7 separate regions of the Mus musculus genome follow, and regions 2, 3, 4, 5, 6 and 7 are each linked to region 1. A link is a contact called in public Hi-C, HiChIP or PLAC-seq and promoter capture Hi-C data. All regions are on one chromosome and are shown on one strand. The core of a region is the stretch at or near the end of the contact, and the rest is flanking DNA. Distances in the headings are between cores, read along the strand shown.

Region 1 (3,988 bases), core at 1,391-3,890:
TCCGGGTCTGGGTCACTGAGGATGCTTGGGAAGCTGGCTTTGCTCTGGGTTGGCAGCTCAGACTGACGCTCTGGAACAGATTCAGACAAGAAGCATTCAAAGCATTTAAGCTAGACCTTGTAATGCCAGCACCTGGAAGGCGGAGACGAGAGTCAAGAACCCAAGGCCAGCCTGGGGGGCAGGGGGAGGGGCAGGGTGGCACAGAACATTTTAAAATTGAGAACATCGTGAACAGATCAGGAGTTCAAAGTAAATATCTTTAATCCCTATAAACCAAACAATAATAATATTAAAATAACTCCAAAAGAGAACATGGAGTGAGGTGGATGGCAGGGAGGGAGGTGCGGGGCAGAGACCAGGCTGGGTGTCAATCAGAAGCACAGAATAAGGAAACAGAAAAGAGAGTGGAGGAGGTGCTGGGGTACAAGGGTGTGATCTGGGATGGGGACTGGAGCGGGCCTGGCCTGGGGCTGCGTGCCTGAGTACTCAGAGTCAGCCAGTAAGAGCTCAGTTAGAGGCCAGCATGCTCTACCCAGCTCTTCCAGGACAGCCAAGGCTACACAAAGAAACCTGGTCTCAAAACAAACAAACAAAAGAGGGGGTGGCAGACAGGGAGACAGGGAAAGGACAGGGCAGGGCAGGATGGGAGAGGATCAAACAAAAACAGCAGAAATGTAAATTTAAAAGAAAAAACTTGTTGATTTTAAGCAGGGGATCTCAAGAACCGACAAGAATGTCCCAATCACTGGCCCTCCCTCACCTGCCAGGGCTAACTGAAGGCCGCTAATGTCCACAGACTGTCCCATGTTTCCAACGTCCATCAAGGCAATCTGGCGAGGTGTCTTTTTGAACAGTTCCCTTGGGGGTGCCAGCATGAGCTGGGAGAGGAAAAACTTTTCTGGTGGAGTTATAGGAGGCAGGAACCCTGCAAATAAGAATGCATGCCGGTTTCTCGCCAATGGGTACTGGTAAAGTTTTAAAATTTAACTTTAAAAGTTAACTGGAAACTTTGCTACTTGCCACGTGGAGCTATTCTTATGATCTAAATGTAACTGAGTTCCAGCTGATTGAATATTCACACTTAGTACACATAGTAATCCATAAACAAATATATCGCTTGAGATTCTGTGATCTATGGAAATGTCAATGAAACGTAAGGTTTTAATAGCTGTTGAGAACTTTTTGTTATCAAATACTTAGATTCCTACAAATTTAAACATACTTTAAAAATTATATATATATGTATATGTGTGTGTATATCTATATCTCTATCTCTATCTCTATATCTATATATATGTACATATGTACATGTATGTCAGCCTGTGAGTGGTACAGCTGTCCCAGAGTCCTGGACGAGGCTCATGGTATAGAGGAAGTGACCCTGGGTTCCATCCACAGCACCAAATTTAGGGGCGCATCCTCAGGTGTAATCTATGCCTGATCTTAGCAATGCTGCAAAAGCAAACATTCCACAATACTGCCCAGGACACATGCATCTTTGAATGGTTAATTAGAAACGACTTCATCCTCTCCTCACGCGACATTACAGCTAACCAAGGAGTTGGCTGCAAAGACTTTAGATATTGTGGTGATGTGGACTTCAACCTCAGGTTCTTAATACCGACTTCTTTACTCGGAGGCTTAAAAAGGGGGTAAACTCAGTGCCATTGGCTGTAACTTCGCATACCTCAGGACCTTACAATCAAGAATGAACCGTATCTGGCATACTAAAATATGTCCAGCCCGTTTGTGGGCTTGTACGATGTGTTGGCTTTTTCGATTGGGAGGGATCATCTGGAGTGTAGTGAATTTGAAAAAAAAAAAAAACCAAAAAAACAAAACTTGCAACTTCTATCTCTCCCCTATTTTAGGGAAAGAAAGTATGGAAAAGGAGGGAGGGTCGATCCCCTCCAAGGAGGCTGAATGTCCCTAGCTGACGACCCCCCTCCCACCCCCACCCCAGAACAGCTGGCTGCGCCCGCACGGCTGGCTGCGGGACGTACCTGAGAGCGGGGGCCGGTCGGGCTCCTGGCCGCCGCGGGCGGGCGGCGCCGGGTTGAGCAGGTGCGCGAAGCTGGCCGCGAACGGGTTGGCGGCGAGCGGCTCGGTGCGGTACATCTCCCAGAGCAGGTAGAGCGCCGTGAGGCGCTGCGCCGCGCTAGGCAGCAGGTCCGGCTGCTGCAGCAGCATCACCAGCACCGAGCCCAGGCGGAAGTGGTCGGCCTTGCTGAAGTAGTGGTGGAAGGCGGTGGACAGGCCCTCGAAGGTGCTGCCGCCGCCCGCCTCCTCCGAGATGATGCTCAGCAGGCTCGAGAGCTCCTTCGGGGTCAGGCTCATCCTGCCCGCGGGGCCTCCAATCCCTGGCCCAGGGCCGCCTGCTCCGCCTCGGCCTCCGCTCGAGCCCGCCGGGCCGCTCCGGAACGCCGCTGCCTCCCGCGCCCCTCTGGGATCCGCTGAGGAGAGAAGCCGGCCAGACGCCGTGCTCGCCCCGCCGCCGGGCATCAACCTCGCCCGCCTACCCCGCTTCCCGGCCGAGAGGCCCAAGGCGCCGACTCGCTGCGTCCTCCCGCGGCCGTAAAGCGCACCCTTCCGCGACAGCGTCGCAAACAAAAACAGTGCCTAAGTCAGACGAGCGGAACGGAGACACAGGGCCGACAGACCGACGACGCTGGCCGAGCGGAGGTTCCGGAGACGCGAGTGGGCGGGGCGCCGTGTCCGGAAGGGGGCGGGGCGCCGTGGAGGGCGGGGCCGCGTGGTCTCTGAGCTGTCCGAGTGGTCCTTCCCTGCCTGAGTGATGTAGAGACCGCCGTTAATTGCCCTTAAAGCCCTCAGAAGCGATCCTTGGGTGACAGGGTGGCGCCAAACCTGCCCAGTCAATATTGCCTAAGTTATAATTTGGAAACTAGGTCTTAGATGCTAACTGGTCTGATAGAGCATCCTTGACGGCTCATTTCTTGTAAATACCAATGAAAACAGGATTCTCAGAAACAGTTTAAATTTCGAGCCTTGCTCGTATTCTCAGAGATGGGGTCGTACCGCACATAAACGTTTGGTTATGTGAACAAAAATCTAGGCGAGGCCGGCACCAGGGAGGCAGAGGCAGACGAACCCCTGTGAGTTCGAGGCCAGCCTGGTCTAAAAAGAAAGAAAAAAAAAAATCTGAGAAAACTGTCTCGAGAAATATTCGTTTACAAAATCGTTTGCAGTGCTTCTTTTTCCTTAGCCTGCCCTAGGGCACTTTTTCTGGACGCCTTGGCTGAACACTGGAAAACCCTGGAAATTTCTTTACATACCAGCCTCCTGGACCTGGTCCCCTGTGATCTGTTTCAAAGGCACCGCTGCCCGCTCCCCACCCCTATGCTCCGGTGGTGACTAGTATCCACTCTAGAGTTACAGAAACCGAGCGACTGTCATCAGCGTCACCTGCTAGCTACCCTGTGCTAAAACTCTTCGGCAGCTGAAAGTTTTCTATTTACCGCTGAAGTTCTCAAGGAAATCTTCAGGAACAGGTGATGGGTATGGCGCATATTTTAAAGGCCTCTTTAGTTTACTGTTAAACCTGTGGAGGGGTTCTGCCAATGAACATTGCAATCAGCAGAAAATATAGCTTGCCAAACGGGGCAAATGATTCAAATTACCTCTTCTACTACTACTACTACTACTACTACTACTACTACTACTACTACTACTAATTAGTCAACTATGTTCTCTTTGAGCCTTTTTACATTGGATGCTCTATGACAACTAATCATACTAAAACCCACTCATGCTAGTTATTGTCATAACTTATTGTTAGTTGATAACTTAAATGTTAGTACAGTATGGGTGTTTCGAGATGTTTTAAGGTATTTGAGCACAGCACGTTACCCGCCAATAGAGCTGATTTCCACTAAGATTAATACCAAGAGCGTCTTCCCTGTTTCCACTGGGCTTGTTTCTAGGGTTTCTCTGCCATTACCACAAACTGAGTTCATTTTCACTGTAGAAC
Region 2 (3,886 bases), core at 973-3,472, 370 kb before region 1:
AAAACTAGGTTAGAAAAAAACCAATCCGTGCTTAAACAAACTCTGGAGCTGGGAAGAGTGTCTTTAAGCCAGTTACCAGCCAGCCACTCCAGTGAGTTGCAACACAGTCTTTTCCAAAATTTTCCAAAGCCTTCCAAATTCAGTTGGGCCCAGCAGGCTGTTAACAGGGCTCCCTTTCAAATTCAAAAATCTGGCCCAGGCCCCAACAGTTAACCAACAAAACATGCTAATTCACTTGAGATCACCTAAGAGTACTGACTCAGGCTCTGACCACAGGCAGGCCTGTCAATACCACCTTCCAGGCCCCGTGCTGGGGAGAGGGGGAAGCTGGAGCCCCGGAGAAGCAATCTTGAGCACATAAACCCTATTCACAAGGCTGAAAAGGGACAAAAGAATCCACACTTAATTTGGCCTCAGAAAATGTCTACAGTCAGCTTCAACCACCACCCCCATTTTTAGGGAAACAATGACAATTCTTCATGGTGAGCCACAAAGCCCTCCTTCATAAGATAATTTTTCTCTGTGTGTGTAGCTCAACCTTGACCCAGTCCCAGTAACTAGAAAACTCCCCAAGCAAAGATAATTCCAGAAAACCGTTTACCAACAAGAAGGAAATCAGGAAACCGAACGAACGTAAAGGTTTTTGCTTTGTTTTGTTTGTGTTTTTTTTTTTTTTACACTTCGGAGCCTGAGCCGCCTTCTAGACCGAGCGAGCGAAACAGAATGAACAACAGTTCACAGCCTTAGGTGCCAGCTCCGCGGCGACACAGGCCAACAGATTCCTCAGCTTCATCTGCAGCCCAGGGAGGAGGATAAATTTAAAGAGAGAGAACGACCAGGGGTGGCGGGTGTGAAGTCTGGCATCCTCTCTACTCCTTGCTCTCTCTCCTCCCAGCCATCTCAATTACACAGCTGTCACAAAGGTTATTCCTGGAATTCACATTTTATAATCCCCACACTGTAATTCCTCCTGTTCCCGTGGCCCAAAAGCACACTCCCCCGCCCGCTTCCCCAAGATACTGTCCACTAGAACAGGGTATGCTGGCCAAGCTTTAAAATCAGTACCAGGTAACGCTAGCCTCCCCAAGTTGGAGCCTACGGCAAGCACTCCGAAGGCAGAAGCACGATGACATGTCTCAAGAATACCAAGGCAGTGGCTGAGTGGAGTCATAGGCAAGGCCTGTCTACACCGAATTTTAATTCACGGACAAACGCAAACGCATGAAGGCCAGATTTGGAGGAAAGGGGGTTTGGGGGGAGACCCTGTGGTCACCCTCGAACACAAAATTCCTTTTCTATTTTGCTAAAGCCAAGTGCATGCCTAACAGTGTAGCTTATTTCCTTTATCTCAAAGCCAGGAAATGAGGTCTTTTAAGGCCAGTCTGAACACAGGCAAAAAAACAAAAAAGAAAAAGAAAAAAAAAGAAAAGCCAGGCGAAACCCCCTTTCCCAACTTTGGCCAGGCGGCACGGCCTGCAGTCAGCAGCGTTTCGTCACCCTTTCCCTCGTCCCCTAAGAAGTTTCTCCACGCCACGGGGAACAAAGGCGCCCCACACCGACCTTATAGACTTGTCCATAGGTGCCATTTCCAACCACTTCCACCAGCTCAAAAATCCCAGCAGGGTCCTGGAGAGAGAGGAGGGGGAGGTTATCAACTCAAAAGAGGGACCCCAACCGAGGAGGGCGAGAGGGCGGAGGGAGGGATGCAGGGCGGTGACAAAGGCTCGCCCCGCCGGGTCCCCGGGAGCGCCGTGGCACCCGCCCGCCCGCTCGCCCGGCAGACAAAGGGGCCGCCGCGCCCGCGGGTGTCCGTGTCCACCGCGGCGCGCAGGGCGCGGCCGCACTCACCCGCAGGGACGACAGGTCAATGTCCACCAGGCTCTTCGCGGGAGAGTCGTTCGCCATCTTCCCCGGGTCGCCGCTCCGGGAGCGGGCGAGAGAGCGAGAGACGGGCAGGGGCTCGGCGGCGCCGGGGCTCGGGCCGCACGGGCAGGCCGCCGCCGCCCGGGCGGCTTGTCGTCCGGTCGGAGCGGAGCGCGGCGCGGAGAGCGCTGGCCGCGGAGCTCACACCATGGCTTGGCGGTCCTCCCTCGGCCCCCACCCGCCCCCCGGGCGTCGCCCGCCGCCTCAGGCCCCGGCGCCCCGCGCGCGCGCGCCTGCACGAGCGGCCCGGAGCTGGGGCCGGAGAGCGCGGCGAGCGAGCGAGCGCGAGGCCGCGAGACAAAGATGCCGCGGGAGGCGGGGGCGGGGGCGGGGACGCGGGGCACCGACCGGCGCCGCTGAGGAGGGGCGAGCGACTCCCCCGCCCCCTCCGCCGGGAGAGCGGGCGGAACCCGGCCCTCGCCCTCGCTCGCTCGCCGCCCGCCCGCGTGAATATTCAGCAGGGGTGGGGCTCGAACAATGGCCGGGCGGCCGGCCCTCCGCGGATGGTGGCCCGGCCCGGGGTGGGGCCGGGAGCCCTCGGGGCCTTCCCGGAGGAAGTGCGGGGCGCGGCGGAACACCCCAGCCTCCGCTAACAATGAATGAAAGACTCGGAGCGCCCCGGCGGCCCCGTGGACACCCCACCCGCGCCGCTCGCCCGGGAGAGGGTGTGCCAGGACGCGCCGGGGTCGGGCCTCGGACCCCTCCGCCGCCTACGGCCGGTCGGTCCCGTAGACCCTCGTTTCCTTTTTACCCCCCAAGGGGTGTTCCTCTCCTTTCTCCTTTCCTGTCTCAGTTTGTGGCTTGGTTGCTGCTGGAGGATTCGCTGAGCATCACTTGACCGTCCGGGAGAATCCAAAACAGTCGCTGTGATTGCTCGCTGCTGTGTTCCCCGAGCCAGTTTGGCCCATGGGAGGGAGGGCGGACGGGCGAGCCCTCTGCTCGGGATCTAAAACCCTGACAGTACCTGGATGGAGATCACCACGGGTCACCAAACAGGCTTCTTCCAGCATGCCACAGCAAGTCAGCTAGGCAGTTCAACTACTGTCCCTCTTTATCACGTCCCAGGACCAGCCAAAAACATGTTTAGTGACTCCCTGTTACCTCACAGCGGGTGTTCTCAACAGTATCCCAGAATGGCCAGGTACAAGATCGCTGTAAAATTGCTTGACTCCCACATGTAGAAGGCCTAGAATGGGCCTGATAAGTTAAGAGATGAAGCTAAGCTTGGTGTTACATGGCGCCCCCCAAAATCCACTGTTTCATGGGCATCTAGTTGTCAATAACGTTCTGCACCTCCCTCCCCACACACTCCACACTGTTCTGATTTAAGCAGTACACACCTTATAGCCTCGGAGTAGAAAACCCCCAATACTGCAATTGTTGTACTCAAACCCTAAAGACCCTAGCCTAGAGAGGAGCGAGCATACTCTCCACTTCGGCCTATACCCAGAGTTCAAGTCGCTGCCCCCAGAGAATGTCCAGCGCTCTTCTGCTTGGGTTACGTTCTAAGATGTTTGACATGAGACTCCATTGTAGAGTGAAATTATATTCGGAACTCCCAATATCTGTTCCTTAGGAAACGCACAGGAACAAAAATGTTGGTGAATTTGTTAGCGCTTGTCTGGTTTGGCTTTGTTATTATTTATTGATAATACAGTGATGTGTGCAGCCCATTTCATATATCTTATCTTACTGTTCTTCACGTGAACCTTGAGTGGTACTCTTAATTTTGCTGCTTTATACATTAGGAAATAAAATCTGAAGAATTACCTCGCCCACTGTGCACAGCTGATGGCTATACAAATACGGCAGTCTCTCGGCACCGCCCCCCTCCCCAACCCACCCCCACTCCCAGTCCCTAATCCCAGTCTTTCCACAGGTTAACATCAGACCTATGACATGGAGGCCTACCTCATACCACTTCCTTCTTATCTATATGAATCCTTTCCCATCAGTTCAGAGC
Region 3 (3,614 bases), core at 971-3,470, 430 kb before region 1:
TATTTATGTTCTGTCACCACTCTGCACCATCACAAGACACAACATAACACCTTTGAAACTGGACTACAAAGTAGATGTGGAGGAGGCCTGTACTGGCAGGATCGACAGGCTGAGGCAGGAAGCCTGTGCACGTTTGTGCACTATATAATGGGGACACATCTGGGTTACATCTCAGAGTGCATGAAATACAAGACTTTAAGTACAATCAAATTCAACAGTAGCCTTCCCACATGATGAAACACCATTGAGATACAGTGATTGCATGCACTTATTTCCCAAAATATGCCCTAGGTCTTCAGCAGTCAAATCCTAAGGCAGGAGAAACTGAGCTGCAAAAAGTACTTAGAGGAAATCACAGTCTCTGTTCCAAGTACTGCTGTAGGATGATGTAATGTAGTAGATACTCTGAACATTACTTCTGATGCTTTTATAATTCTAAAACAGAGGACCACTACACATAAAATAAAATAAAAAGACACTGAGCACCACTTACTGTCATTTACTGTCTAATTATGCAGGCCTAGCCTAGGAGAAAAAGCATCAGAAGTACAGAATTTGCCAAAGACCTTTGAGCCAATTACAACTAGGATATCATGACTAAGATTCAGTATACAGTATTTTACAGTCTTTAGGATATAGTTATAACGATTTCCAAATTCCCTTTAATAATTAGTTTAAAGTTTGGGGTTTGGAGACATGGCTCAGCAGTTAAAAGATCGGGCCAGAGAACCCTACTTCTATACCAGCACCTGCAGGGAGGATCACAACCATTTGGAACTCCAGTCCAGAGGATCCAATGCCCTCTTCTGGCTTCTGAGGACCAAGTATGCATGCAGTGCACACATCATGCAGGCAAAATACCCATCCCATCCATGCACATAAAAATAAATACACAAATCTTTTACTAAAAAATAACTTTGGTAGTCTCATTTCAACATTTAGTAGATACACACATACAGCTACCAAAGTAAACACCTCATTTAAGGCAAAGATACAGCAGTACGCAGACTTAAGGCTGACATTTCAACCAACAATTGAACTGACAAAGTAACACAGAGGAAGCTGATGTACCATCCCATGTGTCTTCCTGCAAGTCCAAACCACTGTGTCCTTCACACTCCTCTTGAGGGGAGCCAGGGTGATCACAAATAGGGGAATCTGAGGGATGGGGCAGGAGCTCTTGGAGCAAAAGGGCTGTCTTCTGGTTTCCTCCACAGTGAGGCACTGCTGACCCCAACTCTATGAGTTAATGCAGCTGGTGCCAATTAGCAGGCTGGCCTCTGACCAACAGGAGCAACTCTCATAGACAAGTTCTTCATCTGGGGCTGGGTTCTGACAGTGGACAAGCTTTCAGTTGGCTCCCTGGCTATCAGAGAACTGATGATAGTACTGTCTGTGAGACAGACAGACCTCAGAGGTAATAACTAGGACCCAAGAAAACTGTGAAATGTTCTGAGTCTACCATCTTTCCACCAGGCTTCTTTACAAAATTAATTATCAGGCAGTGACAGCTGAACAAATGGGGGGAGGGGCGCAACTGATGGTCTTTGTGAAGCTGGAGAAAGGAGCTGATGATGTGAGCCAATGTCTCTGGCAGGTTTGTGTCCTGAGATATACAACTGAGCATGTTCCTGAAAGACAATACCTGCTTCTTCACAACAGTTTAAATCAACTGCTACTGAGCTCTGCCCTAACGGCTGCAAACTGAAAGAAAACAAAAGATTTCACCTTGCAGAGTCCGGGCAGATCCAAGAGTGTCTTACTCAGCATAAGCCATGGTAAATGTAGCACAGAATCAATTAAATTGAATCTGGTTTTGGTTCAAACATAAAAAGTTACACAACTTCAGTTCACCATACAACAAAATGTAAATGAAGATAATTTTACAGATTCTAGAAGAGGATACATTTCAGAATAAATGGAATTTATTATGGGACTGGGCCATAAGAAATGGCAGCCTTCAAAGTACCATCCTCACCCAAATCACTCAGTGCTTTAGGAAAAACTGCAACCTTGATCAAAACTAACAACATCCAAGTGATGGAGACAGAAAAACGCTCTCTCAAACACTCCAATGTTAATATTAAACTCATGCTCTTTCTTAATGTAACTGAATCCATGCCTTTCTTCTGGGAATGGCCACAGTCTCAGAGCTCTTCTCTGCCTAATGGCAGGTCTAGTCAGAGCAGTCCTCAGAGGGCCTTCTTCCTCCTTCTCTAACCAAGTTGGTTCCTTGCTGAGTCATTCAGTCAGACCTTAGTGCTCATCTGGAAGCGTGGGACAGACGTGAGACGGCACGTCTCTACAGGAAAAGCAGAACGGGCAGAGCCTCGTCCCCTCCTACATACCACTCACTCAGGGGTGACTCTGGAGGACTATGCTCCCATGAAGGAGACCATGGCCGTCACAGAAGTCAGAGCACAACTCTGGGATAAATAAAGCCCTCCAAGAAGCACAATACAAAAAAACAAACAAAAAACAAAACAAACAAACAAGCAAGCAGCAAATGCTGATCTTCCTGAACCCCAGGAAGACACTTTTTTCTAGGTCCCCAAATTACTAGGTTGTTCCAAAGTTTCATGTCAACACCTAGAAATCCTGATAGGTTCCAATTTTTAAGGCAAAATATAATATGTGTGTTTTCACCCTCAAATACTCCGTATTAATTTCCAAAAATCAAGTTCTCTACAAAAAGTGATTCCACCTGAATGTTTTCTAAAGCACAAGAACCTAGACTCTAAAATCCACAAGTTAGCAAAGCAGGATGACCTTGGCAACAGAATGTGGGTCACACATGTCTAAGTGTGTGCGTGTTAGGAACCTATCAAAATGTGGCCGTGTGTGTGAGTGTGCACGTGTTAGCTATCTGTCAGAATATGGCCATACACATTTTAAGTGTGCACATGTTATATATGTATCTACCATAACATAGCCATTCATGTGTAAGTGTGCACATATCAGGTATCTACCATGAGGGGTTAAATGCACAGAAGATAGGAAACAAGGAAGAGGAGGGTATTCTGGCAGAGACTACCTCTAGGTTAATATCTTCTTTTCTCTTCTAATTTTCCACATGGTCATACATAAGAATTAAACAGAGATTTCTGTCCGATCCTATGGTCTGCCTCCCTGTGTGTGGACATCCTGTCTCCCATCCCTGATGCTATAGGGTCACTGTCAAACCTGAAGAACCAACCACACAGCCTTGCTAGGCTAGGCCAGAAACACTACAGAAACCTCAGACCTGTTCCTTCTTGTCTGCAGTGAGTACCAATGTAGGACCATGAGCTAAGATCGGCAAGTTCCACAGGTAAGTCACTCCCGAGAGGAAGGAAGGAAGGGAGAGGCTGGCAGCTGCCCTCACTTCTCTTTCCTTGATGCCCTGAGGCTCCTTTCAGGAAGGAGCAGGCTGAGGTAAACTCCATAAGCTCCCACACTGCGCAGTACAGGAGAGAAGAACACTCTCCACTCAACAGCGTTAGCTACTCAAACAGACCAAGTGAGGACCGGCAATGAATGGGCAGCGAGCGCTGAGACAAGAGCTCCGGGGTACTGGTTAGTTCATAATGTTGTTGCACCTACAGGGTTGCAGATCTCTTTAGCTCCTTGGTTAC
Region 4 (3,862 bases), core at 34-2,533, 440 kb after region 1:
CATGCTGACAAGGTGGGTGCCCACTCTGACCTGCCAGCTAGTCAGTGGGGCTGGGAACTGGCTGTAGGAGTCCGAGTCCAGAATCAAGCAGTAACTGGAAGCGATCCAGTTTGCAGGACTGCCAGGGGCATGAGGCACCTCTGCCTCCCAGCTCAGCCTCAGTCTGCTATTCGGACCTGAAAGACAGACAGCCCTTCCACTTTTGGAGGCATTTAGAAAGATGATTATCATGCCATGGACACTTTTTTTTTTTTTTTTAAGACAGGGTTTCTCTGTGTAGCCCTGGCTGTCCTGGAACTCACTCTGTAGACCAGGCTGGCCTCGAACTCAGAAATCTGCCTGCCTCTGCCTCCCAAGTGCTGGAATTAAGAGTTTCCTTTGGCTCACAGCTTTGGAGGCTGAAAATCTAAGACAGGACAACGGAAGGTTAGCTTTCTGTGAGGCTGCTGGCTGTATTATCTCACGGCGGACATATCATATTAACGGTGTGTACAAGAGGGACGGATCACACGATTAGACTGGAAGCCAGACAGATCCGGAGGTTAAACTCTCTTCACAGCCCCTTGTTCTTGAGGACGCTAACTTACTCTGCAAGATCAGCAATGATTCCTTCCAAGAGGGGTGCTAGAGAGTGTCCTGTGATCTTGCTCACTTCCACTGGATCTCATGTCTGAGAGTTTCCCCCACTCAGTGCCATCATACTGGAGAGCAAGCTTCCAACTGAGGAGCCCCTGGGGGATAGTCACACCATCTCCAAATCATGGCAGAATGGTGCTGGGTTGGCACCTTAGGTATTGGTTTCACCCACCCCCGTGGTGCGTTTCCCCTCCCCCAGCCCTGTGCGTTTGCATCCACGCTTCCTACTGGCCATCTATTATCTATCAGGTGCATTTTGTACTTTAATGATTTGGCCTTTCACTCTGGCTCTGCCATCACGACTGAACTTTAATGGGACTGCAAACACCACTTTAAAATCCTCTTTCAGGCTCTCACTCTGTGTGTGTGTGTGTGTGTGTGTGTGTGTGTGTGTGTGTGTGTGTGTGTATGTGTGTATTATACCTAGTATGCCCATCTTTCTGAGTATAAATCAATCACTTGGAGCAAGAGGATAGAATGGGTTTCTTTTGCTGTGGTGGTAGATCTTGCTGGAGGTGCTGCAACTTGTACTGTGAATACATATATTTCCACTTTCCTTCTGACAGCAATGAGCGATCCAAACCACACCCTTCTCCACCCAGAAGCAGAATGGAAATGCACCCCCTGAAACGTCACCTGCCAGCTATGTGCCTGGCATCTTGGTCCATAGTTTCCAAGGTGACTGACAGGGTGCTGCTGTCACGGGTTCTGTCTGTAACCGTGACAGAGGGAGGCAGTGCACAGAGGGTTTAGGTGGGCAAGCTGTTGAGTGTGGAAGAAGGAAAAGTGTTGTACCACATATGGCTGGCAGGTGAGAAAGATGACATCCTGCCTCATATTTACATCAGTTTAGGGATGACATTTAATAGCAATGTAACATCTATCTACCTTAAGGAAAAGCACAGTATGGCTTGAAAAATTTTAAATTCATGATTTTTTTTCCCAGAAAATTAGAATATCCTAATTATCTAGAAATCTCACTCCCGGTTAACAAACCACATTGTTGATACCAGCACAAAATGCTCCTGTAGCTGCAAGCTGCCTACTCATTTAGAGATTGAAGAGAGGAAGGGTGTGTGTGTGTGTGTGTCCCTGAAAGTGTGTGTATGTCCCTGAAGGTGTGTGTGTGTGTGTGTGTACGTGTGTCCCTGCAGGGTTGTGTGTGTGTGTGTGTTTGTCTCTGAAGGTGTGTGTGTGTGTCCCTGCAGGTGTGTGTGTCCCTGCCAGAGTGTGAGTGTATGTGTCTCTGCAGGTGTGTGTGTCCTTGCAAGTGTGTGTGTGTTTGTGTGCGAGTGTGTCCCTGTAGGTATGGGGGGCATGCAGGTATAGGCACAGGTGCATGTGTATTTGTGTAAGCCACATGTCCTTCCTCATTCTTGATTTTTTTGAATAAACAGGCAGCGCCGACCCCTCGGCAGGAGATCCTAAGCAGTGTGAGAGAAGAGAAGTGTGACGTGAAAGGAAGCAAGGGAGGAAGGAGTTGTATCCTCTCTGTTCTTGACTGTGGATGTGATGTGACTAAGTGGCTTGAGTTTCTGCAATGATGAAAGTGGCCTGAAATTGGAAGCCACATAAACCCTTCTCACCTCCATGTTGCTATTTGTCAGGGCAATTTTATCCCCACCAGAAATGAAACCAGGACAATTCCATTTTGAAACTTGGATTGGGATAAAGTCTATGAAAGCTTCCCAGGCCCTAGGAAGCAATGCGTGGTGGGCAGTTGGAAGTCTGGGTTCTGGGTCTCAGAAATGAGATTAGATGAAGAAAGCCTTCCATCAACATGATCAGGTGTTTGGTATGGAGCTCTGGAAGGGCCATTCCAAAGTGCCCGGAGAAAAATCAGGAGGAAGTGACCTGGGGAGAAAAGAAGGTCGCAGGTACAAGTAATTGTCAGGTCCTTCTTGTCTTCTCCACCCGTGCTTTTTCTCACTCAGGAATCCCAGTAACTTTTAGTCACGCAGAACCCCCTGTCCTGCCCACTGCCCCACCTCACCCCACACCCCATCCCCCACTCCCATTGAAATGCTGAAGCTGAGAAGGTGTCTTCATGGACTCTCTCTTTTAAGGAGGAAATGAGGCTGTTTCAAGATGGAGGGACATAGCCAGGGTTGCCCGGGGTTTGATGGGAAGCAAATCTTTTAGAGCTAAGATGAAGAGGCAACGAAGTCCCTAGAAGAGAGCCCAGAGATGGGATGGAAGAGACAAGACCAAGTGGCTGAGGTCACATCTGTACAGAGGCCAGCTAGATGGGTGGACAAGGCCGAGCTGGGGCCAAGTCATGAGGAGCAGAGAAGCAGTGAGCCTGAGGTAGAAACCAAAAAGTCCAAGGTAGAGCCAAGCAAGGAAGCAAGCAAGCAACAACAACAAACCTGACCTTATGGACTCTGAACTTATGGACTCTTTTAAGAAGGAAGAGTATCCAAGGCTAATTTGCATGGAGTGGTGGCAGAGAGAAGCCATGTCATACCAGGGAAATCCATCCTGAGCACTCTTTCAATATTGTATTTACTTTTTACTCTCCCCACCTTGCGTGTGTGTGTGTGTGTGTGTGTGTGTGTGTGTGTGTGTGTGTGTACACCAATGGGCATGCGTGTGCAGGTCAGAGGACAACTCTGTAAATCCCACTTCTTCCTTCCACTTTTATATGGGCTCCAGGGATTGGGCTCAGGTTGTCAGGCTTTCGTGGTTAGCGTCTTTACCCACTGAACCATCTTGTTCTCTCTATTGTATATGGTTGACTTTTAACATCAACTTGTCACAAGCTAGAATCTCCTGTGTGTGGAACCTCAACAAAGCACTGTTCTGATTGCCTTGATTGATGTAGAAAAACCCACCCAGGGTGTGGCAGCAGCTGCTGCTAGCAGATCAGAGGAGCCCCACCGAAGGGTTGCCGACTCTTCTCTCGCTGGGCTCTTCCCTCTTGGTGCCCAGGTGCTGAGTCGATCCCCCTGTTTCTGCTGCTTTTATCAGAACCGCATCTCCGAGTTTCCATTGTGGACTAAGTATCAGTTGTCTTTCTAGGAGCCTTCCAAGTTCCTGGTAGCAGAGTGGGACAGCTGGTACACAAAGCCTTGAGACTGGGCAGCTGTTAGGTTGTCGCCTCAAAGCCCACCTACAAAGTGACATACTTCCTTCAACAAGGCCATGGCTCCTAACAGTGCCATTCCCTGTGGCCAAGCATTCAAACACATGAATCTAGGGGCAGGGCAGGCATTCCTATTCTAAC
Region 5 (3,602 bases), core at 527-3,026, 470 kb before region 1:
CCCCTCCTCACAGTACACTTTATAACACAGCCTTCCTCAGTCCGGAATGCCTGCCACGAAGCTAGCTCTTCCCTTTCCCAAGCCTCCCCTGCTCCTGCACGATCCAGACAGCCTGGCCCATCTCTACAGTCCTGTCATGCTGAAGTCATGTTTGGACTGAAGCGGGTGGCAGAGAGCATACAGCAGCGCTTCCCTGAGATAGTATGTGAGAATCACAAAAGTAAGCTCAAAGAAATCCAACAACGGTCTACAAATAGATCAGCAGGAAGCAAAGACTGGCAAAGAAGCGAGAAAATATTCAGAGGAAGCAAATTCCAAGTGGAGGAAAAAATAAACTGAGATGTGCCTTTTAATCCTCATGTACTATTAAGTACAATACGCTCAACTTTAAAGTAAAAAATCATGGTCTTGTTAATTTTTCCTCATAAGATTTTTTCTTAAATTCTTGATGTCATGCACAATAATGGAGAGCTTCTGTACACATTTATAATTCTACTTATTTAGAAGCATGTTGCTTAAAATTTTTTCCATAAATACTTTTTATTAAACTACGTTTAAAACCAGTCAATGATAAAAAGCTAACTAACCATTGGCTAATTGTAACTGCTGAGGTGGGGAATGGCTTCCCTCCCTGAGAAGTCATTTGAAACTTCTGGCCCTTTAGCCCTGATGAAGTAAGTCACTGTTCCCATCATCACAGCAAACAGTAAGTTTAAATAAAGAGAAAACAGCGCGTCTGTCTGTCTGTCCTTACCCTTGGAGGCACCTCGTCACTGTCTGATCTAGACCAAGCCTTTTGGGTGGGCTCGGGCACCTCCGACTTAGAGTCAGAGCTCTGACTGAGCCCCTCACTGCGGGAAGGTGGACATGGGTCCTGAGAGCGGAGATGGTGGTGTGCGAATTTGGGAGAAGGGTCACTGAAGGAATGGGATCTCGAGACAGGGGAGACATTGTTCTTGAGAGATGCCAGGTGGGACCACTGTACCTTACAAGAAAACAAAACACAAAACATTCAATGCGTTCTGCATACAACTAGCTTTTCTGGTCAACACTAAATCCCAAACAGGAGGTGGGTGTGAGTCGGGGAGGCATAGTGTCAAGCATGGAGCAGCCAATAGGCTCCATGCTGGTGACAGGCAAGAGGAAGAGCAAAGGCACACGCATAAGGGAAAGTGCCCAGACACAAACTGCAGACAGCAGTGAACAGGGGCATGCACAGACCCCCGAGGGGAGAGTGATACATGCATGTCCATGTCAGCACAGAGAGCTGGGGACCACATGACAGAGACACTGCTCATCAGCAAACCTCCCCACCACCTCAGAACCCTGGGTCTGAGAATCTTACTGACGGGACTTATTTGTGCGTGCACACACACTCTTCCTATTATGGGACTGTAGCAGAGAAACTTAAGAACAGCCAACTTTTCAAGAATACCAATATTTTTTTCTCCCAATCTTAAAATGTTTTAGACCTAGCTGAGTTTACACTCCTAGTTATGAAAAAAGTGGGATTAAAATTTCTTTACCAAAATATCCAGTACCAAGAAAGCCCAGGCTGACCAGCATCAAGATACTCTGGGCTGACAGTAGGAATATGCCTTTGAAATGAGAACTCAAGGACATGACAATTGGCCAAGTGAATTTCTGCAGTCACTTTAAAAAAACATCCTCTCAGAACTCTATAAACTATTTTAGTAAGAGGTACCTGTACCTCACTGCTGGAGAATAACCAACCACTAAGGCGGTTATGGGAGCTGTAACTCAGCACGCACTAATCAATGTGTCTTGTGCTGACTTGCCTGGCTTCTGCAGGTGAAACCGGCAGTTAAGACCCAGTGCATAGTCTCTGTGGCTCACAGGCAGATCCAAAGAATCCTAGCTTTGGTACAATTCCCATACTACTAAAACATCTAAGTGTTCACTGGGAGAGCAACCAAACGGATGTGTTACCAAATAACGCTAAGTGGGACTCAACGCTAGGAGCCACACGAGTTTCCCTCCTGCAGGTGAAAGCTTGGGGCAAGAACTCTGCAGCGGAGGAAGAGAGGCTGTCTGTCTCATCTCCTCAAACAGAAGCTTCTCGAGCCTGCTGCTCAGAGGCAAGTTTGCCCTTGTGTTGGGTTTAGCTCTCAGGACAACCATGCTTCTCACCAGGAAACAGGCACTAAGTGGAGCAGCAAGTGGCACCTGGCCCTTCCCACTGCCTCTGCTGGCATTCTCTGGTGTAGCTCTCTGAAGCTCTCAGCTGCTATATCTGCATAAACCCCACCCCCTGTACCTCAGATTTGCTCAGCTCAACCATCCCCCAGGAGGGTTGGTTACTGCAGAACACATTCAAATTCTCATGTGACTGCATCTGTCACAGAAGGGCCATTTCTTCTCAAAACCACCAACTCTTGTCCTAGGTGACATGCAAACACCAGGGCCGACCGAGTACAGAAAGCTCAGAGAAGTGTGTGAGGCAGAGCAGCATGGAGGAGTGCCTACACACCCTCAGGGGATGGGTGTGTCTGCCACCTACTGTCCTTTCTAGACAAGGCTGCTGCTTCTCTTCTGAGCACTCAGACAAGACAGACTCTGGGACAGACTGAAGGAAAAGTCATAAACTCTGTCCTAATCTCTTACAGGAAATCAATATTCAACCCACTAGGCATAACCTGTGTTCAATCTTGACAGGTTTGAGAATCTGGTTTTGTATTTTAAAACAACAAACAAACAAACAAACAAAACCAAAAACCTTTTCCCAGGAAATTTACACATTCAGCCAAATAAATAGGAGCCTGCACAGAAATGCAAGGCCACCTTTAGCGTCCAAAGGTCCTTCAGGGAGCTGGGACCACAGACACAAAGTACTTACTTCAAAATGTTCAGGTTAAAAGTTCTCTTCTAACCTGCTTATACAATAAAACCAACGTTCTAAAAATATAATTTAAAAAAGTATTTAAGAGGAAGGAGGGACTTCACATCTGAGTTAAGGAGGGGGAAATAAAAGTATTGACTGGAGATAGCCATAATGAGTTCAATAAAAATCTTAGACAACAAAACAAACAAACGACAAGCCTCCTCTCCCTACGCTGAATGCACGCCTCCTGTTCACACCAGCTGTTGAGACAACGGGCTACACGTGGCACAGGGAGCTACTGCTGCTACCTGTGGCTCCGCTGGTCTCTGCAGGGCAGGGTGCACAGACTCGGAGTTGCCATTGGAAAAAGACTCTGACCGGGAAGGCACGGGTGGCTCCAGTCCTCTGCCCGTTTGCTTAGCCTGGGCCTCAGGGGAGCTGTGGTTAGTCTTTCTAAATCTATCTTCCACCTGCGTCAGAGAATTAGAAGACACGGCTCCATGTTAGTAGGAAAGGAGAGATGAGGAACATGTAAGAGCAAGACAACTGAGAGAAAATGTGTTCTATTCAGCTCTGAGAAGAGAGGCAGCTAAGTGCACAGTGGCGGTGCTGAGCAGGGCTAAGATTTGATAGAGGACTTTTAAAAACTATGAAAATGAAAATTAAGCAAAGCAGCTTCTAGACTATCCTCAGCACCTAGAGCTTCATTACTCTCTAAAGAACAGAATCTGTCCTGGACTCTGCTCCCTGTGAGGGAAGA
Region 6 (3,728 bases), core at 967-3,466, 490 kb after region 1:
GAGTGGAGTCGGTGTGCTGCATGAAGGTGAACTTCCAGAGTGTGCTGCTTTCTTTCAGCTGCATAAGGGAAACTAGGACCGGCTCCATGGGATCTCTCTGCATTGATTCTTCAGGCTCTATGTGAATCTATTGTCTTCAAAGATTTTTCTTTAGTGTTTGTTTTACATACCTCGGTATTTTGCCTGTGTGTAAGACTATGCACTGTGTGTATGCAGTGCCTGAGGAGGCCAGAAGAGGGCATCAGATCCCTTGGAACTGGAGCGCCTATGGTTGCGAGTTGCTATATGGATGCTGGGAACTGAACCCAGGTCCTCTGGAAGTGCAACCAGTGTTGCTCTTAGTAGCTGAACCATCTTTCCAGCTCATCTTTAAAGATTATTATTTTTTAAATACACATATATCTGGAACAAAAGTATCTCCATGTAAGTGCACAGACTGTTTTTCCTTTGTATTATCTCAACTGTTTGCACTTCAAGGGGATAAGGAGGCTTGTTTGCCCCATTATACAAGAGGGCATGAGGACAAAGATGGTTACATGGGCAAGAAAGTAGTATACCTTGGTCCCGAGACTAGCTGTCTTCAAAGCCAGGCAAGGATCCACCAAAGCTCAGGGCCTTACTATGCCCATTTTAGTTGTGAGAAATTGAGTTTTGGAGATAGGGCTTATATGCAACTTGATATGTTAGGATGAACTAGAACTGCTCCATTGTAATTGGTAAAAATCGAACAAATTGACGGAAGAAAGTCATTGGTTTGTGTAACTGAAAGACTTTGAATTTGAGGCACAGCTCAACCCAGTTACGAAATCCTTGTGATGAGGACTTTTTATTCTTGCTTTTCGCTTTGCAGTTCTCTGCATCGGTTTTATTCCAGAGCAGGCTATTCCCAAGCAACTACAAAGATGGTGTTCACTCACCAGCGAAGCCGTCTCAAAAGAAATCTTTCAGTATCTCTCTCTCTTTTTTTTTAATGTTAATTTTTTATTAGATATTTTCTTCATTTACTTTTCAAATGCTATCCCCTTTCCTAGTTTCCTCTCTGAAAGTCCCCTATACCCTCCCTCCTCCCTGCTCCCCAACCCACCTACTCCTGCTTCCTGGCTCTGGCATTCCCCTGTACTGGGGCCTAGAATCTTCGCAAGACCAAGGGCCGCTCCTCCCACATATGCAACTAGAGACACAGTTCTGTGGGGTACTGGTTAGTTCATATCGTTGTTCCTCCTATGGGACTGCAAAGTCCTTTGGCTCCTTGGGTACTTTCCCTAGTTCCTCCATTGGGGGCCCTGTGTTCCATCCATTAGATGACTGTGAGCATCCACTTCTGTATTTGCCAGGCACTGGCAGAAATCTTTCTCTTCTTATCTTCAGAAGCATCCCAGACTGCCTAATCCCAGACAAGTCTAATTGGCCTGGGACAAATAATAAATCGATCAGCCTACAAAGAGGAAACAGTTTATTTGGGTTCACAATGTTTAAGGGTTCAGTCCCTGGTGGGTTAGCCCAGGTGTTTGGGGGCCTGCGATGAGTCAGCATATCACAAGAGTACACAGTGGAGAGGCATGCATGAAATAAAAGCAACAAAGAACAAAGGCCAGCAACCCAGAGTCCCTTCTCAGGCACATCTCCAGTCTCCAATGGCTCCCCGTTCCGATAGCATCATAGGCCGAGCATCATAGGCCGAGCATCAATCCTTCAATACATCCACTTTGCTGCTCTTAGGATTTAAGTTATCCTGAGAAAAGGTGAAGGTGCCTGGGCTCTTTCGAGGACCATTAAGAGAAACCCACTTCCCGCAGGTCCTAAGATCTAAGTTCTTTCTCAGGCTCTTGGTAAACACCTGCCATTCTAAACAACCCAAAACATACATACTAGTGCCTCTTCCTTTAAGGAGTCCACACCTTTCCACAACCCCCAGAAATCTAACTCACCTGAAGACCTGTTGTGGAGAGAGGGGCAGGGATTAATTATCCCCTCAGTGAAATGATGCACGTGTTCTGAGAAGCCCCTCCCCCTGAACGGACACTGCCTGAGCTCCTGCTATGTTTAACTAAGAGCCTGCCCGGGCTTCAAAGCAACTCTGCCCTTCTGCTCCTTCCGGTCTCTTTTTCTCTCCATTGAGGACCAAAGTCTGCGTGTGGTTCCCCTTACACTCATTCACTGAAGTTCTCCCCACCCCCCAAACCTCCAGCTATGCAGCTGCTTTGACAGGCCTCCATCACTGAGCCCTTTGTAAAGGACTTAAAAGGCAACCGCTCTTTCTCTGCATCTCCCTCCTCCTGACTACGCCTGAGCATTTCAGCTTGTCTGTGCTGCTGGCTTCTCTCAAAACTCTAATAAATCTGTCTCTGAGCATCCTCTGACTGTGTTGCTAAATTCTTTTACTACCAAGACACGGAACCCAAAAGAGGGAACCTCAATTTCCCTGGTATTACTGGGACTAGGATACCTGGTGGTTCAAAGAAGCCAGGAGGATCCCTTTCCCAAGCACATAAGCCTGCCCACTGTAAAGAGCAGGAAGAAAAATTGATTAATAGCCACAAACAGCTTTGCAGCTTGCCTGGAAGGCCTCGTGCAAACTCCAAGGCCTCTAGTCCACCACTCTCCTCTCCCTGATCCCTGGTTATCTAAGTCTCCTCAAGCCACTCGGACTCAACCAGCAACCCCTAGCCCTTGGGTACCATCCTCAGCTGAGACCCCATGGTCAAACATCCCCTCAGGGCTGGCTCTGCACAGTGTCCCCCAGTACAGCCTTCCCTGCAGAGTTGGTGAGACCTCCCCTAGTCCAGTTCCCAGTCATCCTCGCGTTAATCGCCTTCTCCAGCTGACACGTTTTAAATTAATGAGAAATTTGTTCTCATCCAACTAACTAGTTAGGGCAGCAGGCCTATTTTCCCCTTCTCAAATGAATCTTGTAGGTAAAATAATGAAAGGAGAAAAAAAAAGAAGAAGAAAAAATCCATGTTTCTCTCTCCCACCCTGGCCCCACTTTTCACGATTTTTGGCAGTTCCGAGCAGAACAATATGTAAAAACCAGACAATTTAGTGCTCAGTAATTAGCCCAAACTATCCTGGGCAGAAGGAGTTTGTTGTTAAGTAATGCGAGGGCAGCGGGGGTGGGAAGCAGGGAGGGGGTTGGGGAGTGGAGGGGGTTGTGCGCAGGGGCTTATGGGTATTGAGATTTTGAATAAACAGCTTCCTGTGCTGGGTTTCTATGATGGGGAGGCTGGGTAGACTAGGCCGCGTTATTTTCTAAAGATGTGGGCTAACAACGAAAAGGTTTCTGTCCAGTCTCATGATCCGATGGGCTCAATGTTTGTTTCCTCCAACTTTAGGAATCCCAAGTTCGTACGTGGAAACCTTGGCCTCCGATGTGAGGGAATCGGGAGGGGCCTTTGGAGGGCAGCTAAGTTTTAAGTGTGAGCTTACCGGAACTCTACCGCATGGACCCTGAGCCCAGAATTCCAGCCTCCAGAACAGAGAAAAAAATTATTATATGCCACCCAGCCCGTGGCACGCTATAGCACCCCAAACTTAGACTAGAGATTGGGAACGACAGATCTTGACTGCTTCTTGACATCTATGTGTACGGAGGGTTGAGAATGGACCTGGGGTAGCCCAGGGGTTGGTCCCTAGATACTGAGTAGGGATCCAGAGTGTCCCACACGTAATGTTCTCACAGAACCTGCCTCACAGATGCAATAATCTTCTCATGGGTTTTTCTCCCACAC
Region 7 (4,076 bases), core at 312-2,811, 400 kb before region 1:
CTTTAGACTTTTCAAATGCCAAAAAAGCAGGGTATAGAGTTATGTGCAAAGCCCACTGAGCCTCTCCGGGATACTTCCTAAATTACTATGATACTGTTTTACACCCACAGTCTCAGGGTGTGGCTGCTCCTTTGAACACATGGAAAATACATTACAATTATGCCCAGCATATCAATGTGCTGAAGACATTCAAAGTGTGTCTGCTTCTCTGGGCCTAATGGCAAAGTTATTATCAATGGCTCCAAGTTTCTCAAGAAGTCTCCAAAGGGTTTCCTCACTAAAATCATTTTTAAAAAGTGGTGGAACAAGTGAGAGCAGTTTACCCCAAGCCTAGTGGATTATCTTTCACGGCTGTAAAGGGTAATCAAGCTGACTTCTTGTCCCAACACAGGCACAATTAGTACTGAGATAACGCAACAGCTAGTTGTGGCTGTTTGTTGATAACTCTGTGTGCCAGGCTGCTTCTCTAATCCCTATATAACTTAAGGGAGAAAAGCAGTCCTTTGGGAAAAGAAGAAATAAACAAGGCTGCCGGGCTCACCAAGCAGACTCCTCTCCAACCGAGCTGTTTTAATTTGCAGTCACATGCAGTACAGACCTTTCTAATTACAAGCTGAGAATACCTGCTCGCTCCTTTAAGGAAGTCTTTAATTATCCTAGCCCTGCAATGCCTGTTCCTTCCAGGGAGACCAGAATCATCACATCACATCACATCCTCGGACCCAACGAGATATAGACTTTTTGGGACCTAAGTGCGCAAAAACTACCCGAAACCAATCTGTCGGATTTGTTTCAACCTACACCCTCAGAGTCAACTCTTCCCTGGGATGCCAACTTCAAACTCTGTCTGGGGAAAAGGGCAGGAACCCAAAAATGTTTTGTTAACCTATGTAGTTGTGAATGGTCCTTTCAAGTAAAACCTTCTATTTCATAAAAACACTTTAGGCTAAAAGCCTCAAGTTTCTATGAAGAATTTGTGCCTCCACACTAGGAAGTGGGCAGGCCTTTTGTGTGGACAGTAACGCCACCTGGACAAGGCCTGGAAGCTCTCCCAGGCACCACCCACCCTGCACATGCCACCACACATGCCGACACACACATCCAAGACTCAGGCAAACTCTCTCTTCCCCAACACAAAGGACAGCACAGTGCTCTGTACTACTCAAAGGGCAAATCTACAAATCTAACATCTAAAATTCACTGAGTAAAAAATTACATTTTTAATGAACAAAATTTCATTAAATTATAAATCAAATTCAGCACCAAACAGCCAGCTCGTCTGTGCCCCTGGCACAGCAGTAGAGGGCATTGTAGTAGTTTTCTTCTTGGGAAAAAACAAAAACAAAACAAAACAAAACAACGGTAACCGCATCTGAGGTGGGGCTGACAGAACAGAAACAAAGGGTGACAGCATCTTTCCAACAAAATCGCCACGAAGCACTCACGTGGCCCTGCCGCATGGGGGCGCACTACACATCTGTGGAAGCGGATTACAGTGGCTGTGACTGGAGCCTGGATACACACTTGATCCCAATGGCCAATCAATGCTCCTCCTTCCCGCGAGCTGCACCAGTGAGGGCCGTGACTGACCTGACACAGGACTCTTTTCCTGTCACTTCTAGCAATGTGAGGAAGACTGCCTGTCATATGTAAAGCATCAAATACTCAGCAAAACTTTTGTCCACTAAGCTCTGCCACCAGGTTTGTGTTTCCGGTTTAGAGGCAGCAGCAGAGGAAGTGGGAAGTCCTTGCTCGTCGTTTTTGTTCATGCCCAGGTTAGCACTCCAGTAAAGATGCTTTACTCTTTGATACACACACATTCACTGTAAGCCAACATAAAACGAAAGCACAAAGGGACAGGGAGAGCAAGCAAGGAGCGAGCAGGAGGATGGGAGCGAGAGAGCGGGAGGGGAGAGCGGGGAGAGCGGGGAGTGCGGGGAGAGCGGGGAGTGCGGGGAGTGCGGGGAGAGCGGGGAGAGCGGGGAGTGCGGGGAGAGCGGGGAGTGCGGGGAGTGCGGGGAGTGCGGGGAGAGCGGGGAGAGCGGGGAGAGCGGGGAGAGCGGGGAGTGCGGGGAGAGCGGGGAGTGCGGGGAGTGCGGGGAGAGCGGGGAGTGCGGGGAGAGCGGGGAGTGCGGGGAGAGCGGGGAGAGCGGGGAGTGCGGGGAGAGCGGGGAGTGCGGGGAGAGCGGGGAGTGCGGGGAGAGCGGGGAGTGCGGGGAGTGCTGGGAGTGCGGCTCAGGAAACCAAGGAGACAAGAAGCAACTCAACCTAAAAAGCTTGGGGGAAACAACCTCATCCAAAGTGAATCGCTGAAGTCAGACAGTACCCGAGCTTACTCCAGGCTTTCAGTACAGAGCCCCATTGCCTTGGACAGCTACTCTGTCCTTCAATGTGAATGGCATCCTATCATCTACCACCGCATATTGAATCAATTGCTGACAGGCAGAGCTGCCTCGGAATGACAGTGAGCTCTTCAGGACTGCTAGACCAATACTCCTCCTTTCTCCAGTGTCCAGCACAGCAGCAGTAACAACTGCGACATTCAGCCTTGAGAGAGACACTTGGTGCTTAAGTTTACAACCCTGTTAGTCACTATGAATGGCTCTGTTTTTTTCAAATAAGGGTACTGAGAATCAGATAAATACATTTCATGGGGACCCATCGCTAATAATTGATAAAAGGAGACAAAGCAGGGTGGCCTGTCCCAAAACATAAGCCAACAATCCTGTTTCCAGTTTTGGGTTTTTTACTTAGAAAAAAAATCAAACTTTTGTTAAGGTGAATAGAATCACAATTTACACTAGAATTTAAAGCTGAGTAATTCCAGAGGGGAAGGAGACAAGGTAAAATGCCCTTGATCCAACTGAGCACGAACCAGGACTCCACAGAGTCTGGGATAGCCTTAAGGGAGAAAACAATCGCTTACAGTCCAGAATCATTAGTGTCCCCAGGGTTCTGAGGTCCCACAAAGTTTCCCCACTCTCCTGCCTTGAGTGAAGTAACGCTCCCCACCCCCAAAGCTCCGCCTCGCCACCTGCAGCAACAGGAGCAACAGTCGTGGGGATCCTTTTAGGGGTGAAGTGTATGGTTCAAGACAGGCCACAGACTTGCCTAGGTTGACTGCAATCTTTCCTGCTATGAGCAGCTACAGTGGAGTACTCCACTTCACAGACTACTGCAGACACCGGGTCAACGAGTGGTTTCAAATTGTGACTGTACTAGAGAAAGTAAATTCCTTATGGAGTAGTCTAGATTTATAGAGTAAGTGAGAGGCACAATACACTGTGGGAGAAAACATCAAGATGATAATAAATCACTGTAAAACCCCAAGCAGCACATGTCCCCCGGACGCCTTGACAGAACGTCCTGCTCTCCCAGGAGATGCAACACCTTCTGTTCTAGGCCTGTAACATGTTCAGGATGACCCTTCCCTCACATGTACTTTTGATGTGAAAGCCAGAGTCCATCCCAGCCATGAGGAGGGAGAAGAGCTTACCTACATGGTGACAGGTGGGACCCACTGTGATGGCCGGAGTTCCAACATCTACAGCTGAATCTCAAAGTTAAGAGGACAAAGATGGAACTGTCTCTAACTTAAGTAAACTGAGTTAATTTCTAGGGCTGAAAGTTTTATCACAGACTCTATGTATCCACTGTAGAAGACGTAAGTTTCCATCTTATTTAAGTAATCAGCCCTGCTCTATACAGCACCGAGTCCACTAGGAAAATAGCTGGCAGCCTCCAAGGAACATCCACTGCACTAAGAGCCCTGCTCTGGCAAGGTGTACAGACAGACAGGTAACGACCCTTGCTCCCACACCAACCGCCTGGTCTTGCTCCTTAGACCTCATGTGGTGCAAGTAAAGAATTCCTCAGAGTTGCTCACTGCGCTCCACTCCCTGTGTGGTGTACAAACACACAGGAAATGAATAAATGGGGGGAGGGGGGGGAGATGAACCAAACCACCTGCCCAGCGCACAACATGTGAACTATTAGAGAGATAATGTCTGCTGCTACCTACCCAGTGCCCACAGCCTACCCTCGGGGCTCAAGCAAAGCTCCAGGACAACCTGGGC

The links. Promoter capture Hi-C pulls out the DNA fragments that hold promoters and counts their contacts. A called contact is a pair of places that touch in the nucleus more often than the background predicts. HiChIP or PLAC-seq counts read pairs in DNA pulled down with a chosen protein or histone mark.
Region 2: a contact with region 1 is called in a Hi-C map of liver, with 2.8 times the contacts expected there. The contact joins the promoter of Map4k4 here to the promoter of Cnot11 in region 1. A contact is called at or near these places in 5 of 39 promoter capture datasets (the C10 cell line, the HPC-7 cell line, HPC-7-derived erythroid cells and 2 more), 12 of 484 Hi-C or Micro-C datasets (the HL-1 cell line, the N1E-115 cell line, bone marrow-derived macrophages and 5 more), 10 of 115 datasets of contacts at active chromatin or transcription factors (the SCID.adh cell line, acute myeloid leukemia, bone marrow-derived macrophages and 6 more) and 2 of 9 other capture datasets (adipose tissue and liver).
Region 3: an H3K4me3 HiChIP or PLAC-seq map of bone marrow-derived macrophages shows a contact between it and region 1, with 5 times the contacts expected there. The contact joins the enhancer-like site here to the promoter of Cnot11 in region 1. A contact is called at or near these places in 7 of 39 promoter capture datasets (the C10 cell line, embryonic stem cells, hematopoietic stem and progenitor cells and 2 more), 6 of 484 Hi-C or Micro-C datasets (B cells, CD4 T cells, DN3 thymocytes and 2 more), 7 of 115 datasets of contacts at active chromatin or transcription factors (bone marrow-derived macrophages, cardiomyocytes, embryonic stem cells and 4 more) and 4 of 9 other capture datasets (adipose tissue, embryonic stem cells, liver and 1 more).
Region 4: a promoter capture Hi-C map of hippocampal neurons shows a contact between it and region 1, with 4 times the contacts expected there. The contact joins the enhancer-like site here to the promoter of Cnot11 in region 1. A contact is called at or near these places in 4 of 39 promoter capture datasets (the 3T3-L1 cell line, 3T3-L1-derived adipocytes, embryonic stem cells and 1 more), 7 of 484 Hi-C or Micro-C datasets (the G1E-ER4 cell line, cortical neurons, muscle stem cells and 1 more), 3 of 115 datasets of contacts at active chromatin or transcription factors (astrocytes, bone marrow-derived macrophages and embryonic stem cells) and 1 of 9 other capture datasets (embryonic stem cells).
Region 5: an H3K4me3 HiChIP or PLAC-seq map of pro-B cells shows a contact between it and region 1, with 4 times the contacts expected there. The contact joins the enhancer-like site here to the promoter of Cnot11 in region 1. A contact is called at or near these places in 15 of 39 promoter capture datasets (the 3T3-L1 cell line, 3T3-L1-derived adipocytes, the C10 cell line and 10 more), 1 of 15 datasets of contacts at CTCF or cohesin (large pre-B cells), 1 of 484 Hi-C or Micro-C datasets (bone marrow-derived macrophages), 7 of 115 datasets of contacts at active chromatin or transcription factors (bone marrow-derived macrophages, forebrain, large pre-B cells and 3 more) and 2 of 9 other capture datasets (liver and pancreatic islet).
Region 6: a contact with region 1 is called in an H3K4me3 HiChIP or PLAC-seq map of embryonic forebrain, with 4 times the contacts expected there. The contact joins the enhancer-like site here to the promoter of Cnot11 in region 1. A contact is called at or near these places in 1 of 39 promoter capture datasets (hippocampal neurons), 5 of 115 datasets of contacts at active chromatin or transcription factors (bone marrow-derived macrophages, embryonic basal ganglia, embryonic forebrain and 2 more) and 2 of 9 other capture datasets (adipose tissue and embryonic stem cells).
Region 7: a Hi-C map of megakaryocyte-erythroid progenitors shows a contact between it and region 1, with 4 times the contacts expected there. The contact joins the enhancer-like site here to the promoter of Cnot11 in region 1. A contact is called at or near these places in 13 of 39 promoter capture datasets (3T3-L1-derived adipocytes, the C10 cell line, the HPC-7 cell line and 7 more), 6 of 484 Hi-C or Micro-C datasets (LSK cells, the N1E-115 cell line, embryonic fibroblasts and 3 more), 7 of 115 datasets of contacts at active chromatin or transcription factors (the 230-238 cell line, bone marrow-derived macrophages, effector CD8 T cells and 3 more) and 3 of 9 other capture datasets (adipose tissue, embryonic tail and liver).

What each region holds. Positions count from the first base shown.
Region 1 is chr1:39,534,353-39,538,340 of GRCm38.p6, reverse strand. It overlaps Cnot11 (CCR4-NOT transcription complex, subunit 11), which reads right to left and starts at 2,640. Exons shown (of 7, transcript NM_028043.3): 1 at 2,004-2,640; 2 at 761-925; 3 at 1-70. The coding sequence starts at 2,502.
Region 2 is chr1:39,899,249-39,903,134 of GRCm38.p6, reverse strand. Map4k4 (mitogen-activated protein kinase kinase kinase kinase 4) reads right to left here and starts at 2,222. Exons shown (of 32, transcript NM_001252200.1): 1 at 1,849-2,222; 2 at 1,561-1,626. The coding sequence starts at 1,905.
Region 3 is chr1:39,967,862-39,971,475 of GRCm38.p6, reverse strand. All of the region lies in intron 3 of Map4k4 (mitogen-activated protein kinase kinase kinase kinase 4), which reads right to left. Among named protein-coding and RNA genes, the nearest start is that of Map4k4, 69 kb to the right of the region's middle. Within about 2 kb of position 2,220, at least 48 of the 459 cell types and tissues checked have an H3K27ac peak or open chromatin away from gene starts, as enhancers often do. A contact at or near this core is called in bone marrow-derived macrophages, where this site is marked.
Region 4 is chr1:39,090,947-39,094,808 of GRCm38.p6, reverse strand. No RefSeq gene overlaps it. Among named protein-coding and RNA genes, the nearest start is that of Gm35222, 66 kb to the right of the region's middle. Within about 2 kb of position 1,283, at least 9 of the 459 cell types and tissues checked have an H3K27ac peak or open chromatin away from gene starts, as enhancers often do. A contact at or near this core is called in cortical neurons and hippocampal neurons, where this site is marked.
Region 5 is chr1:40,001,140-40,004,741 of GRCm38.p6, reverse strand. Map4k4 (mitogen-activated protein kinase kinase kinase kinase 4) reads right to left here. Exons shown (of 32, transcript NM_001252200.1): 16 at 3,151-3,312; 17 at 755-985. Among named protein-coding and RNA genes, the nearest start is that of Il1r2, 82 kb to the left of the region's middle. Within about 2 kb of position 1,776, at least 47 of the 459 cell types and tissues checked have an H3K27ac peak or open chromatin away from gene starts, as enhancers often do. A contact at or near this core is called in embryonic stem cells, pancreatic islet and pro-B cells, where this site is marked.
Region 6 is chr1:39,045,334-39,049,061 of GRCm38.p6, reverse strand. No RefSeq gene overlaps it. Among named protein-coding and RNA genes, the nearest start is that of Gm35222, 20 kb to the right of the region's middle. Within about 2 kb of position 2,216, at least 20 of the 459 cell types and tissues checked have an H3K27ac peak or open chromatin away from gene starts, as enhancers often do. A contact at or near this core is called in embryonic forebrain and hippocampal neurons, where this site is marked.
Region 7 is chr1:39,934,121-39,938,196 of GRCm38.p6, reverse strand. The region is part of intron 2 of Map4k4 (mitogen-activated protein kinase kinase kinase kinase 4); the gene reads right to left. Among named protein-coding and RNA genes, the nearest start is that of Map4k4, 35 kb to the right of the region's middle. Within about 2 kb of position 1,561, at least 270 of the 459 cell types and tissues checked have an H3K27ac peak or open chromatin away from gene starts, as enhancers often do. A contact at or near this core is called in the 230-238 cell line, the HPC-7 cell line, the N1E-115 cell line and 9 more, where this site is marked.